4 separate regions of the Rattus norvegicus genome follow, and all the other regions are linked to region 2. A link is a contact called in public Hi-C data. All regions are on one chromosome and are shown on one strand. Each heading gives the region's core, a stretch centred on a gene start, on an enhancer-like site or on the middle of the called end of the contact. The rest is flanking DNA. Distances are from core to core; before and after follow the strand shown. Region 1 holds the start of Tmc7 (transmembrane channel-like 7). Region 2 holds the start of Syt17 (synaptotagmin 17). Region 3 overlaps Gde1 (glycerophosphodiester phosphodiesterase 1). Region 4 has its middle 51 kb from the start of Smg1.

Region 1 (3,257 bases), core at 204-2,703, 140 kb after region 2:
AAAAACAAGCAAGCAAAAAACCAAAGCAATGGTTGGGGATTTACCTCAGTGGTAGAGCACTTGCTTAGCAAGTGCAAGGCCTTGGGTTCGATCCCCAGCTCCGAAAAAAAGAAAAGAAAAGAAAAGAAAAAAGTAAAAGGAACTGGGGAATGTAGTTCTGAGGGAGAGCTCTTGTCTCTCATGATGTGTAAAGCTCTGAGATTTACCCCAGTATTTCAAAACAAACAAAAACTTGCAGATATCCAAGGGGATGGAGAGGCAGCTCAGTGATAGGGGCCCAGGAGTCACTTAGAGTAGCCCTTCAACTCTCAGCAAAGACCCAAAAACTGGGAGCAGTGTGACCGACCAAGCGGGAAGATCAATGGAAGCCAACCAGAAAAGACTTAGCTTTCACAGTGCAGCATGGTGTCCTGGGATGGCTGGAAAACTCAACAGGAGACACGCCCTTAGCCCCTCACTGGGGGACTCCAGGCCTCTGGCTGGAATTAGCAGCCGTCAGCAATGCTAGGACTGAGCTAGGGGGAAAATAAACTATCATAGAGCTTCGCCTGTTTTGTTTTGTTTTTTTGTTTTTTGTTTTTTGTTTTTTTCCTGCTTCCAACGCATTGTCCCAGGATTGGGTCTTTCTTCTGGAAGTTGAAGAGACCAAAGCCCTCTCGCTGAGCTTTGCCTTGGTAGATCCAATCTCACTCAAACTCAGACTGCAGATAACATTGTGAGTTCTGGCTCAGGGAAGAAACAAAATAAATAAAAACTACAAGGAAGCCTGCCTGAAGGGGTTGGCAGCTCTACTATATCTACTGGGCGGTGTCTTTACACATTTCTGTAAAATCTCAGGAAGCTGTATAACTGACTGTATATTTAACACAACTAGAAAGAAAATTTTCCTGTACTCAGTAAGCTGCCATTAACTGTTGTCTTACTATGATCGGGGCTGTGCTGGCATTTATTAATATTTTCACTGTTCTTCAGCCAATCTGAGGCTCAGAGAGGGCAAGTCACTTGGCAAAATTCACACAGCAATAAAGACCAGAAACAGATTGGCTTCCATGTGGGTATAAAGGGAATATCTAGGGGCCAGCCTCTGGGTCAGGCAGGTTGTCACAATCTTTTCACAGAATAGATACCATGGCGATCTAGAGGCTGGCCTGGGTCCGAGAGTCGTCGTGTGGAAAGTGAGGACTGCCTCCTCAGCTCGGCCGGCAGGGCAAGGGGAGCCTCCTCGCCCGGCACGTCCGCTGCCCACCGCTTTCCCCGCAGCGGTATCCCGCGGAGGACCAGGACGGCCACCCTGTCGCCCCGCACGCCTGGTCCCGCCGCAACCTACCTGGGTGTACGGCTCGCTGCCGGCTGGACCCGTGGCCCGGGTCGCCCGCGTTGCCCTCGCTCATCACGGCTCGGCGAGGACCCTCCAGCCGCCTGGACCCGCGGCCCCGCCTCTTCGGGTTCCGGATGACGTCACAGAGGCGGGCGGGGCCGTTCCCACGGGCGCAGGGTGGGGACCAGCTACCTTCTGGAGCCTCCCTCTTCTTTTTCAGTCTCCTTCTCCCCTATGCCTCGGTCCCTCCCCTCCTTCCCCTCCTCTTTCCTACTCTCCCACTGTTCACTCTCCTCCCTTTTACCCCTTCCCCTCCCCTTTCTCCTCCCCTCCCTCCCTCTCTTCTGGTACTGTGAGACCCAGGTTAGCCTTGAGCTCCTAATCGCTTGCTTCCACCTCCCAAGTGCTTGCATTACAAGCCCCACTATTGTAAATTGTCATTTGGTAGCAAGTGTGGAACAGAAAGTGTGGAACATTGCCATTGGATTCGTGTGTGTGTGTGTGTGTGTGTGTGTGTGTGTGTGTGTGTCCACACTTAACTAAGACAGTCGGAATGTACCGTACACTATATACCAATGTATGTGTAGATAGCTGTCTAGAGGGTGCAGTCAAACTGATCCACTTGCATGGTTACCTGAGGGAAGGGCAGGTGGGGGGAGGATTTGCTACATATGTTCTTTCTAGAAATGTTCTCATTTCACCAACACCCCATACATATTCATGTATGGCTAAAACAATGAATTGGGTCAGTAAGATGAATCACAGGTAAAGGTGTTTGCCATCAAGCCTGCCAGCCTGAGTTCTAGCTTTAGAATCCACACGGTAGACGGAGAAGACAGACTCCCACAGATGTCCCCTGCAGGGGAAAAAGAAATGCAAATAAATGAAATTTGGAAAATATTCTTTTAAAGAAGAAAGTGGGGCTTTAGAGATGGTTCATTGATTAAGAGCACTTCCTGCCCTTCCAGAGGATTGAGGTTCAATCCCCAGTGCCCACAACCACCTTGAGCTCCAGCTCCGGGGTCTCTCTTCTGATCTCCACAGGCCCCTGCGTGAACATGGCATATGTTCGTGCAAACACACATGCACATAAATAAAAAGTTAAAAAAAAAAAAAAAGGCTTGGGAGACCGATAGATCTGTAAATGTGAGCCAGTCTGATTTACATAGAAAGTTTCAGGCCAGCCAGGGCTACATAGTCATAACCCCTCAGGAAGGAGGAGGAAGAGGAGGAAGAAGAGGAGGAGGAGGAGGAAGAGGAGGAGAAAAGAAATGGGACTTGATGGGTGGAGTTGCTGTCCCACCTCAGGAGGCTGAGGTGGGAATATGGTCTTAGCCCAAGAATTGAAGGTCAGCCTGGACAACATACAAACCTCAACAAAGAAAGGAGAAATGGAGGGGAGGAGGTGCAGAGAAGGGCAGGTGGCAACGAGGCAGAGCAAGACTGCTATTTTGAGAATTACTAAAAGGCTCAGACGCCAGCTGGCACTGGAGACATTTAGCGGTGGCAGTGAAGGCAGCCAAGCAGGATCACCACGTCTGTCTGAAGGTCATCCAGCACAGTGTCCCTCCCTGTGCCCTTCACCCTCTGCATTTTCTTACACTGTGCCCTCTCTCCCCCTTGTCAGATAGTGCCTGTTGACCTCTGGCTGTTGACCGTTTCTGTCTTTGTAGTTTCTCTGTCCTACTGAATGATTAATACAGGATATTAACATTGATTTTAAATTTTGACAGCCGTGGTGACTCCGGTTTGGAACTCCAGAGCTCTAGAGACAGAGGCAGGACTATTATGAGTTCAAGTCCAGCCTGGGGTACATAGCAAAGCCTGACTCAAAACAAATAAATAAGAAAACTGAATAGGAATATAAAGAATATGACCCAGTTGCAGTGAGGAGGGTTCCAGCAAGCACAGTTCCTTCCTGTGTGAGTTGCAGTCCATC
Region 2 (3,139 bases), core at 264-2,763:
CTCCCGGTCTACAGTTTAGATCCCACCTTGACCGTTAAGTAGCAGTGTGGCCTTGACAAATGACTTAACTTCTCTGTGCTGACATATTGTTTAGGTAGCTGAATGCTGTGACCTACTGCTGTAATCCCAGCATCAGAAGACAGAGGCAGGGGAATCACAGGCTAGCCTGGGCTACATAGCAAAGATCCTGCCTCAGAAAAAGAAAATGTATAATTCAATGAAGAACCATAAAAGCCAGTCTCACTGTTCTATGCTCACTCTCTTGGGCATCAGAGGGGGCAAGGACTGCTACCTATGTCCTCAATGCTGGTCCATAATTGGTGTCAGCCAAGTGTTGATGAATGACTATTGAATACATATGCCAACAACTTTCAGGACACAGATGTACAGTAAGTGTGACCTTCATTGAACTTGAAACCAGAACCTAGGTAATCCATGAAAAGGCACATCATTCCGGGGGATCAAAGCTAGAGGAGGAGAGGGTCTGGTTCCACCAGGTGACAGACCATCTGAAGAACTGGAACAAGGGAGCAGAAGAGTTGGGGGGTGGGGTCCCCACTCTGCTCCTGGGAGCCACTCTGCTCCTCTCCCCTAGGGGCAAGCAGCCTTAGAAGCCCGAAGCTCTTCTGGGTCTGTTTGCCAGGTGGGGTGGAAGTCTGACCGTGTGACCTTGGAGTGACCTGTCATTACTTCACAATTTGTAAAGAAACTGGTTTCTTTGCCAATCAACACAGTTCATCCCCACCCTCTAAAGGAGTGGCGGGCGGAGTGGGGGTGCGGGTACTTGGTATTTCTCCTGGTTCTGGGAGTCTTGTGGGCGCTCTGTGGGAGGCATGGGGGGCTGTCCTGCATTCTCAGACAGAGTAACCGTCCCTACTTCCCTCACCAGTGTGCTCTGGCCTCTGGATGTCCCCACCCCTCTGCACCCAGCGCCCGGGCGAACGATGTCCTTGTCCCTCCAGGTCTGAACAGCTGCCTCCAGCTGGCTCCACCGACCAATTAGCCCGAGCCGTCACCACGGCAACGGGCGCTGGCGGGCCGGGTGGCTGGCATGCCCCGGGCCGCCCTCCCGCTGCCCCTCCTCTCGGGTGGGTACCAGGGGGCCCGGAGATGGTGAGTTACAAAGTCACCCAGCGGTCTCCCCTCCCAAGGAGGCAAGTGCGAGGGTGCAGGTCCTACGCAGGGCCCTCCATACCGAAATCTGGGGTCCCCTGCCCAGCTCCAGAACACGCACAGGTGCCTGCTCTGGGGCACCCGTTGTTTTGTTGTTTTTTTTGTGTGTGTGTGTTTTGTTTTTATTTTTTCCAGTAAGTTTGTGGGAGCTGGGTTGTGCACACTCCCGCGGCGCGCGCTCCCAGCGGAGGGGGCGCGGTCCCCGGTATTCCCTGGCCGTCGCCCCCAGCCACCGTCCTACCTGGATGTACGCCATCTTCGCCCGCGCTCACTCACTCCGGCCCGGGCATGGCGTCGCCACAGCCCCTTTGCCCTCGCCGGTCCGGCGAGGTGGCACGGCCAGCCAGCAAGACATCAGTGGGCGGCCGGGTGGCCCCAGACGTGACTGGCGTGGCTGATGAGCGGCGCCCGCCCCTCCGCCGACCGCCCCGTCCTTGCCCAGCCCTGCGGGGCCGCCTCCCTGGAGCGCAGAACCTGGATGCCCAAGGTCCTCCGGTTCGGTCTCTGGTGGGCCGGCACTGACACCCCAACCTTGGAGTGCTTCCTGGTTGCAAAAAAGCTGGGGCGCCTGGCCAGGGAGCCCGGGGCGAGCCGCGGGGACTGCGGCGACCCCGGCGCAGGCGGGGCCGGCGACGCTGGGGCCCGAGCGCGGGAGGCGGGGGAGGGGATTGGGACCTCAAAGGGGTGGATGGGGGCGGTGCCCGGGTCAGTGCTGCGGGCAGGCAATAGAGTGGCACCTATCCCTCCCTGATCGACAGCAGGGTTTTCGGGCGACTGCGAGGCGGAGGCGACACCGCGCTGCTGGCTGTGGGGTCTGGAGTTGGAGGATCCCCTCCAACCCGCCCTCTCCCTGAGCGGCTTGGCGAAAGTTTTATACCAGCCGCACCCGACGCGCCTAGAACCCGGCTGTAGAGTGTGTAGAGGCTGAAGGGCAGGAGCCACCTATTTAGGGTGGACCTGGCAGCCACCCCCCCCCCAGGACAGTGCTGTGGCAGGGGGATGCTCATCCTCGCTGGGCTCTGCGTGGGCCCCTTTACCCTAACCCGCCCGACTGACCAGGACGCAACAGGTCTAGCGCAGGGCGGCCGCGCAGCGCCACCTAGCGTTTGGCTGCGCCTGGGGGCGTGACTCGGCCCGATGGCAGCTGGGTCCAGTGACCCGGTCCTGTCGTCGCGGTTTGGCTTCTTCTGCCGGCCCTTCGGGGTGGGCCCCAGCACTGGAAGATCCACTAGCACATCTCCCAGCTCAGGGTCTCCATCGCAAGGTCACCGAGTTTGGCGCAACCCTCCAGCAAAGGACGTGAAGTGGAACGTGGTCCTCCTTAGGTTTCTATTTTTCCATGCCGGGCAGCTGGTGTCGCTGCTCACCAGTTCATCAAGCTTGTCATTTCAATCTCTTGGCGTCCTGCCTTTTCACCATTAAAAATGGGGTCCAATTTCTGCCTAGCCTAGCTTCTAGGGGAGATAAGCGAGTTAAAAAAAAACACAAATAATTAAGTATGTAATGTACACGAGGAAAAATCTGGCATTTGGGAGTACGACATTTGTAGCACAGCATCCGACATGTTGAATAACTCATCCGCTGAGCCATCACCTTCATCAGAGCAGCTGTTCTATTTGCAAGGGAACCCGAGGTAGGGCTTGTTGACTGGTAGCCTTCCCTCAAAGTGGGATGAGTGGGGAGGGTCGGGGAACCCTCGCTTAGATGCTGGCTACTCCCTCCTGCACCTCCCAGTCATGTAGGTAACTCTGCCCTAATTGAGTGAACCCTCTCTCTGAGATGCTAGAGCATAGATATATAGAGACAGACTGTGGAAGGTTAGTTGAAGCGATTTGGGTTGGGGGAATAACCTTCATATACGCAGCTGAAGGAAAGAGAGTTGTTATTCCCTCCGCGGTGCAGCTGCTTTAGGGGTCACCCACGCTCCTGTAAGTAAACCATAGGTTTCTGTGGACTAGCTCTTTGT
Region 3 (2,900 bases), core at 86-2,585, 260 kb after region 2:
GCGTTGCTAACCAAGCCTGATGACCTGAATTCAATCTCTGGAACCCACGTGGTGTGAAGACTCTGGCAAGCCTGTCCTTTGAGCTCCAGGTGTGTGCCAGGTGTACTACGCACACAGTAGATGTAATTTGAAAATTTTGCTTTTTGAGATGGGGTTTCTCTATGTAGTCCTGGCTCTCCTGGAACTCACTTTGTAGACCAGGCTGGCTTTAACTCAGAGACCTGCCTGCCTCTGATTCCAGACTGCTGGGATTAAAGATGTGTACCACTTGGGGCTGGAGAGACGGTTCAGTGGTTATGAGCACTGACTGCTCTTCCAGAGAGAGGTCCTGAGTTCAATTCCTAGCAACCACATGGTGGCTCACAGCTATCTGTAATGGGATCTTGGTGCCTTCTTCTGGTGTACAGGCAGAACACTACATAATAAATAAATAAATAAATAAATAAATAAATAAATAAATAAATAAATAAATATCTTTAAAAAAAAAATGTGAACCACTGGGGCTGGAGAGATGGCTCAGTGGTTAAGAGCATGAACTGCTCTTCCAGAGGTCCTGAGTTCAAATCCCAGCAACCCCATGGTGGCTCACAACCACCTGTAATGGGATCTGATGTCCTCCTCTTCTGGTGTGTCTGATGACAGCTACAGTGTACTTATATATAATAAATAAAATCTTTAAAAAAAAAAAAAGATGTGTATCACCACACCTGGCTTAATTTTAAATTTGTTTACAAAGAGGCCTAGTGATAGAACTCTGGCAGAAGGCTTACTTACCACATGTAAAGCCTAGGTTGAATTTCTAGCATCACAAAAAACCCAAAACCTTAAGGGCTGGTGAGAGGGCTCAACGTGGTGCCTGCTACAAGCCGAATGATCTGAGTTCAATGCCAGGGACCTCCCCCACCTCGACCCCTCCCCCACACATGCAAACACCAAATTACTAAGTTCCCAACAAAAGCCCTGTTTGTTCACGCAGGATGGTGAGGACCTGGAACTGGACACTGACTGGACTGCATCATGGACTCAGGTGTGCAACTGTGGTGCCTCTGCTTCCTCATCTCTAAAGATGGCGCCAACATATCCACAAGCTTTTCCCCAGGGCTGCAGATGAGTGTGCATGCAAATGCCTCATCTAGTTCCTAGTCTAGAGCAAAAAAAGGAACACTAGTTCTCCTGAGGCCCGGCTGAGGCTGTGTCCCTGCTGTTCTGAGGCTGCCACCAGTCTGTGCATCTTCCTTTGAGAAATGAAGAGCAGCCCAGATCCTTAGACGTGCCCTCCAGGTTCTCATCTAGGAACCAGCCTGTGCTTGAGCTTCCAAACAAGCTGGGACAGCTGCCGCTCTGTCCCCTGGTGGTCGGAAGTGTTTACAACAAGTCTTAAAACTAAAGGCCTCCAGTGTGCCCAGAGCAGCTCCCCTCTCCCTTCTCCCCAGAGTCACCCCAGAGTCCCAGACGCTGTAGGACCAGAAGTGTGGTACAGTTTGCCCTCTGTTCACCTTTCAATGATTTTATTAGTATGGTCACAAGTTTGACACCTACATGTCGCCATTAACAGAGCTGACGACAAATATTGGAAATAAGTGAATTACTGAAGTATGGCAAGATTTAAAATGTCAACTTGGAGTGATCATGCAAGCCCATGCATTGGTGCCTGCGCCCTAATTGCAGGACCCACTCTGCTCATCCTTGTGGCTCTGTACCCTCAGCGGGGTTGGGTAGGGCCACCCTGCCTTTTCACAGATCCAGAATTTTAAGGGCAAGTGTGGAGCCTTCCTTGGAGCATGGTCGCCATGCCTGGTTTCTGCTTGGGGTAAAACTGTGGCTATTGCTAGTATGAGCCGCAGGATTCCCAGGGCTTGTGCTAACAGAGTGTTCTCGTGTCCCTGCAAAAGGCCTCCAGGCAGTTTTGCATCTGTGTTTCCTCCTGGGGAGTCTAGAAGTGAGGTGCACAGTCTTCCAGCATGCTGTCAGTGATGTAGCTGGACCCAAGGTGGGACTCGTAGTAATTCTTTTCATCAAAGGTATTGACAGTCCAACTAACAACCTGGATTCCTTTGGCTGACCACTTCTTCAAATAGTCCCTGGAGAAAAGGGGAAACGGGTGGTGTTAGATTGACCAGCTGTCCCTGGAACTGAGAGCTCAGAGCATGTGTCAATGGTTCCCTAAGAGCCCAGCTGGCCTCCCACTGCAGTCAGAAGGCTGGGAAGCAGGTGTGGCCTGTGTGTGCCTGCTTTACATTGTCCCAGCTCAAACAGGTCACGCTCACCAGTCTGTTCATCCCATACTGCCCGCTTCTCTCTGTGCTGCAGAAGCCTCCCTCTCAGGCCACCAGAACAAGCTCCTCCACAACGTACTGACGAGCTCTCCGTCCTCCATTCCTGGGTAAGAAGAGCATTCCAAGCTCTCCCTCAAGGCTTTCTTCCTTGCAGTTCACGGGCAGAGCTTAGTTTGCTCCTGCCCCATATCCTGGTGAACAGCTGATAATTCCTGAAAGTGTACTGACTTTATCCCAGCTTATACAATATAAAAGCAGTTGTTGGGACACAAACCAGACACACACCTTCAAACAGCAAGACTAGAACAATCACATTTTCTCACAGATTCACAGGTCCAACATGACTCAGTGACTTCCAGGCTCACAGCCCACACTCCAGAACTGGTAATTTCTCAAGACGAATGAGCTACCCGGATGTAGCTGAGACGTCCTCAAGAAAGATGCCACATAACCATCTGTGAGGCCAGGTCAAAGGGACACAGGTGTGAGCTCCCACCCCCACCATGACTCCCACTTCCTCCTGTGGTCCCACAGCACTGGCCCCCCTGACAGCAGCAGGCCTGGATATCCTTTACCCACTGGATGATGGAGAGGCTGGAGGTTGACCCTGGGCCTTGGGCACAC
Region 4 (3,243 bases), core at 734-3,233, 170 kb before region 2:
AAAAATTATTACCAGAGCTGTAAAGATGGCTTAGAAGACTTGCTGTTCCTTCGGAGGACTCAGGCTTGCCCATGGTGTCTCACAACCATTTGTAATTTCTATCGTCAGGTTTCTATGGCTTCTTTTCCCTCCCCAGGCATTGCATAGAAGTAATGTAAATATATACACACAGGCAAAACACGAACACACATAAAATAAGTAAACTGATTTTTCTTCCCCCAGTTTTTCTGAGACAGAGTTTCTTTCTCTGTGTAGCCTTGGCTGTCCCAGAACTGGCTCTGTAGACCAGGCTGGCCTCCACCTCACAGAGATCCACCTGCAGATACCTCCCACATGCTGGGGTTAAAGTTGTGAACCGCTATACTATACACTAGACTTTTAAACGGACTTTAGAAAGCGATTTTAGAAGAACAGTAGCAAGTTTACAGGAAAACGGAACAGAAACTACAGGGGCTTCCCATGTGGGCCCGGCCTCCCTCTGAACTCCCTCACAGTCTAGCAGAGAGGTACAGCTGGTGGACTGACATCAGCTCATTGCAGTCGTTCACTGAAGTCCGTAGAGTGCATCAGGCCACTCTTGGTTTGCACATCCTGTGGGTTTCACGGATGCACGCTCTGCATGTGTCTAGTCTATTAAAAAGGTGGCCCTTTAAAACACACCTGTGCTCTACAGTCTTCCTTCCCATCCTGATGATAAGTTTGGTTTCTGTTTTGAATTTCAGGAAGGGATCAAACCTTATCTGACTGTCTTATTATAAACATTTTCAAACTTCTATAACGTTTAGAAAGGACTGACACCAGGCTGGTTACAATGACTCAGAAGTGATGAGCAGGCCCAGAGCCTCTCACGAGCTTCTGTAACCGAAGTTCCAAGGGATCCATCGCCCTCTTCTGGTCTCCGTGGGTACTGCATGCGCGTGATGTATGGGGGAAACACACCCGAAGACATAAATAACATTTAAAAATAAACTAGAAAAGGACAGACATGAGGATGACCAATAGGCCTTTTGCTAAGTCCATCAGTTTGCCGGAGCTGTGGCGCAGTGGCACTTACCCGGTGGGAGACCCTGTTCTGTCCCCGGCATCTTATGGACCTTGCCATTGTAACTGAAGAGGAAACTCTACAACGCAGAGGAGCTGAGGATATCCGGTGTCCTGAAATCCTATGGCTATTTTTGAAAAATTTTCATCACTGAGGAAACCCTCTATGAAGCAGTTCCTCTTCATTACTGCCCCAGGAAACCATTAATGTGTCTTTTGTTTGCGTGGGTGTCTCTTCTGGACATCTTACTATGAGTTGTGACCTCTCATGGCTGGTTTTGTTTTTTTTTTTTTTTTTACTCCTACAAAAACGCCTCCTGAAAGGAGGAAGGTTCCTGACCACGGCTGGTCCATCATTTCGGGGATGAAAGGTGTCAGGAGCCTGAAGCAGCTGGTTCTTTGTATCCACAGTCGGAAGCAGAAAGCAAGGAATTAACGCACACATGCTAGTGCTTGGCTTGCTCTCTCTGTTTTACACAGTCCAGGATCACCACTCAGGGAATGGTCTCCATCACAATTAAGATGAATCCACCCACATCAACAAACTTAAGACAGTTCCCACAGACAATTCTCAGAGGCTCTCATAGGTGTGCCTGGGGGCTGCCTCTGAGCTGTCAAGTTGACAGTTTATACTATCACCCCCACCCCCACCCCCAAACACACACGGACAGACCTCACTCCAGTCTTCCGTGGACATTTGAGTTGATCCTACTCTTTGGTGATTGTGAACAGCGTAGGTTTTTGTTTACTTCATGCCCCACCTCCCTCACAGTGGCTTAAAAAGCACAGGCTAAGGTTGAACCGAGGGTTAATTATTTCTATTCCCTTCCTTACATAATGGTCACTTCCAAAAGGCTTGCAGATGCTGAACGGCAGAGGCAGCAGCAGAGGAAAACAAGAAGCAGGGAAGGGTGGGGGAGAAACGGCCGTTTTCTACCTTCTGTGCTTGAACCAGTGAGTTGTAGTGGCTGGAGAGGGTGTGTTTCCGCCAGTGTCTGTGGGAGTAGCTTAACTATCATCAGACAAAATGACATATTAAGATGTTGGGAGATGTAAATCAAAGCTAGGAAAAGGCAGGACCCACCTACTAGACTCCGGAGAGAAGGTCATTAAAATCCAATTGTCTCTCCACATTAAATTGCTCAAGTTAGGAGGAACCTATTTTAAATAAAGAGAAAGAAAATAGAGCGAGAGGGTAATTTCTTTTTAATTGTTGATACAATTCAGAATAAATTAAATTGTAATTAAGTGTGTTTACTTATGAGGAGAGGAAGTGTGGGCGCTCTGTAGGGGCCTCTTCAGTCTTTTGAAAATAAAACCGCTTTGTTTTTCCCCCATGCTTCTTGGGGAGCATCCAAGTCCGTCGCTACTTCAGCTGCTACGGCGCGGCCTCTAGTGGCCATGTGTGGAATTTCGGGCAACAAGTCTCTTCCAAGAGGGGCGGGCAGGCCTTCGGGTTCTCAGGAAATGATCTGCAAACTAAGCCCAGCTTTTTTTTTTTTTTTTTTTTTTTTTTTTTTTTAAAGGCATGATCTGATATCTGATTTTGTAGCCTAGACTTGTCTTGAACTCATGGTCTTCCTTAAGACTGGGGATGTAGCTCGGGTTTTACAATGCTTGCCTAGCATGCAGAAAGAAAGCCCTTTTTTCCAACTAGACCACTGTGTGTGTGTGTGTGTGTGTGTGTGTGTGTGTGTGTGTGTGTGTGTGTGTGTTCATCACGTAAGAGGTAAAGATCGAAAAAGCTCAGAGATCAGAAGTTCAAGGTCATCCCTCAGATATTTAGAAACTAAGAACCCGGGGTTGGGGATTTAGCTCAGTGGTAGAGCGCTTGCCTAGAAAGTGCAAGGCCCTGGGTTCGGTCCTCAGCTCCGAAAAAAAGATAGAAAGAAAGAAAGAAAGAAAGAAAGAAAGAAAGAAAGAAAGAAAGAAAGAAAGAAAGAAACTAAGAACCGGGAGGTGATATGGAACCGCTTGGCACTTGGGAAGCAGAGACAGGCACATTTCTGTGAGTTGGAGGGCAGCCTGGTTTACAGAGCAAGTTACAGGACATCCAGGACTACACAGATAGACCCTGTCTGGAAAAAATAAGATAAAACAAAGCAGAAAGAAAGAAAGAAAGAGAGAGAGAGAGAGAGAGAGAGAGAGAGAGAGAGAGAGAGAGAGAAAAGCTTCCAGGCTACGTGAATAAAGAAAAAGAAA

Evidence for each region. A called contact is a pair of places that touch in the nucleus more often than the background predicts.
Region 1: a contact with region 2 is called in a Hi-C map of Schwann cells, with 4 times the contacts expected there. The contact joins the promoter of Tmc7 here to the promoter of Syt17 in region 2. A contact is called at or near these places in 3 of 12 Hi-C or Micro-C datasets (the A7r5 cell line, Schwann cells and mammary epithelial cells).
Region 3: a contact with region 2 is called in a Hi-C map of Schwann cells, with 4 times the contacts expected there. The contact joins the enhancer-like site here to the promoter of Syt17 in region 2. A contact is called at or near these places in 3 of 12 Hi-C or Micro-C datasets (the A7r5 cell line, Schwann cells and frontal cortex).
Region 4: a Hi-C map of the A7r5 cell line shows a contact between it and region 2, with 3 times the contacts expected there. The contact joins the enhancer-like site here to the promoter of Syt17 in region 2. A contact is called at or near these places in 12 of 12 Hi-C or Micro-C datasets (the A7r5 cell line, the Rat2 cell line, Schwann cells and 7 more) and 1 of 1 datasets of contacts at active chromatin or transcription factors (oligodendrocytes).

Annotation. Positions count from the first base shown.
Region 1 is chr1:182,338,494-182,341,750 of GRCr8, forward strand. Tmc7 (transmembrane channel-like 7) reads right to left here and starts at 1,454. Exons shown (of 16, transcript NM_001191950.2): 1 at 1,328-1,454. The coding sequence starts at 1,391. It overlaps LOC120099917 (a long non-coding RNA gene), which reads right to left. Exons shown (of 3, transcript XR_005499406.2): 3 at 1,669-3,257.
Region 2 is chr1:182,194,275-182,197,413 of GRCr8, forward strand. Syt17 (synaptotagmin 17) reads right to left here and starts at 1,514. Exons shown (of 8, transcript NM_138849.2): 1 at 1,415-1,514. The coding sequence starts at 1,429.
Region 3 is chr1:182,449,691-182,452,590 of GRCr8, forward strand. Gde1 (glycerophosphodiester phosphodiesterase 1) reads right to left here. Exons shown (of 6, transcript NM_032615.2): 6 at 1,492-2,081. The coding sequence ends at 1,934. Among named protein-coding and RNA genes, the nearest start is that of Gde1, 15 kb to the right of the region's middle. Within about 2 kb of position 1,336, at least 1 of the 93 cell types and tissues checked has an H3K27ac peak or open chromatin away from gene starts, as enhancers often do. A contact at or near this core is called in Schwann cells, where this site is marked.
Region 4 is chr1:182,026,853-182,030,095 of GRCr8, forward strand. No RefSeq gene overlaps it. Among named protein-coding and RNA genes, the nearest start is that of Smg1, 51 kb to the left of the region's middle. Within about 2 kb of position 1,984, at least 12 of the 93 cell types and tissues checked have an H3K27ac peak or open chromatin away from gene starts, as enhancers often do. A contact at or near this core is called in the A7r5 cell line, where this site is marked.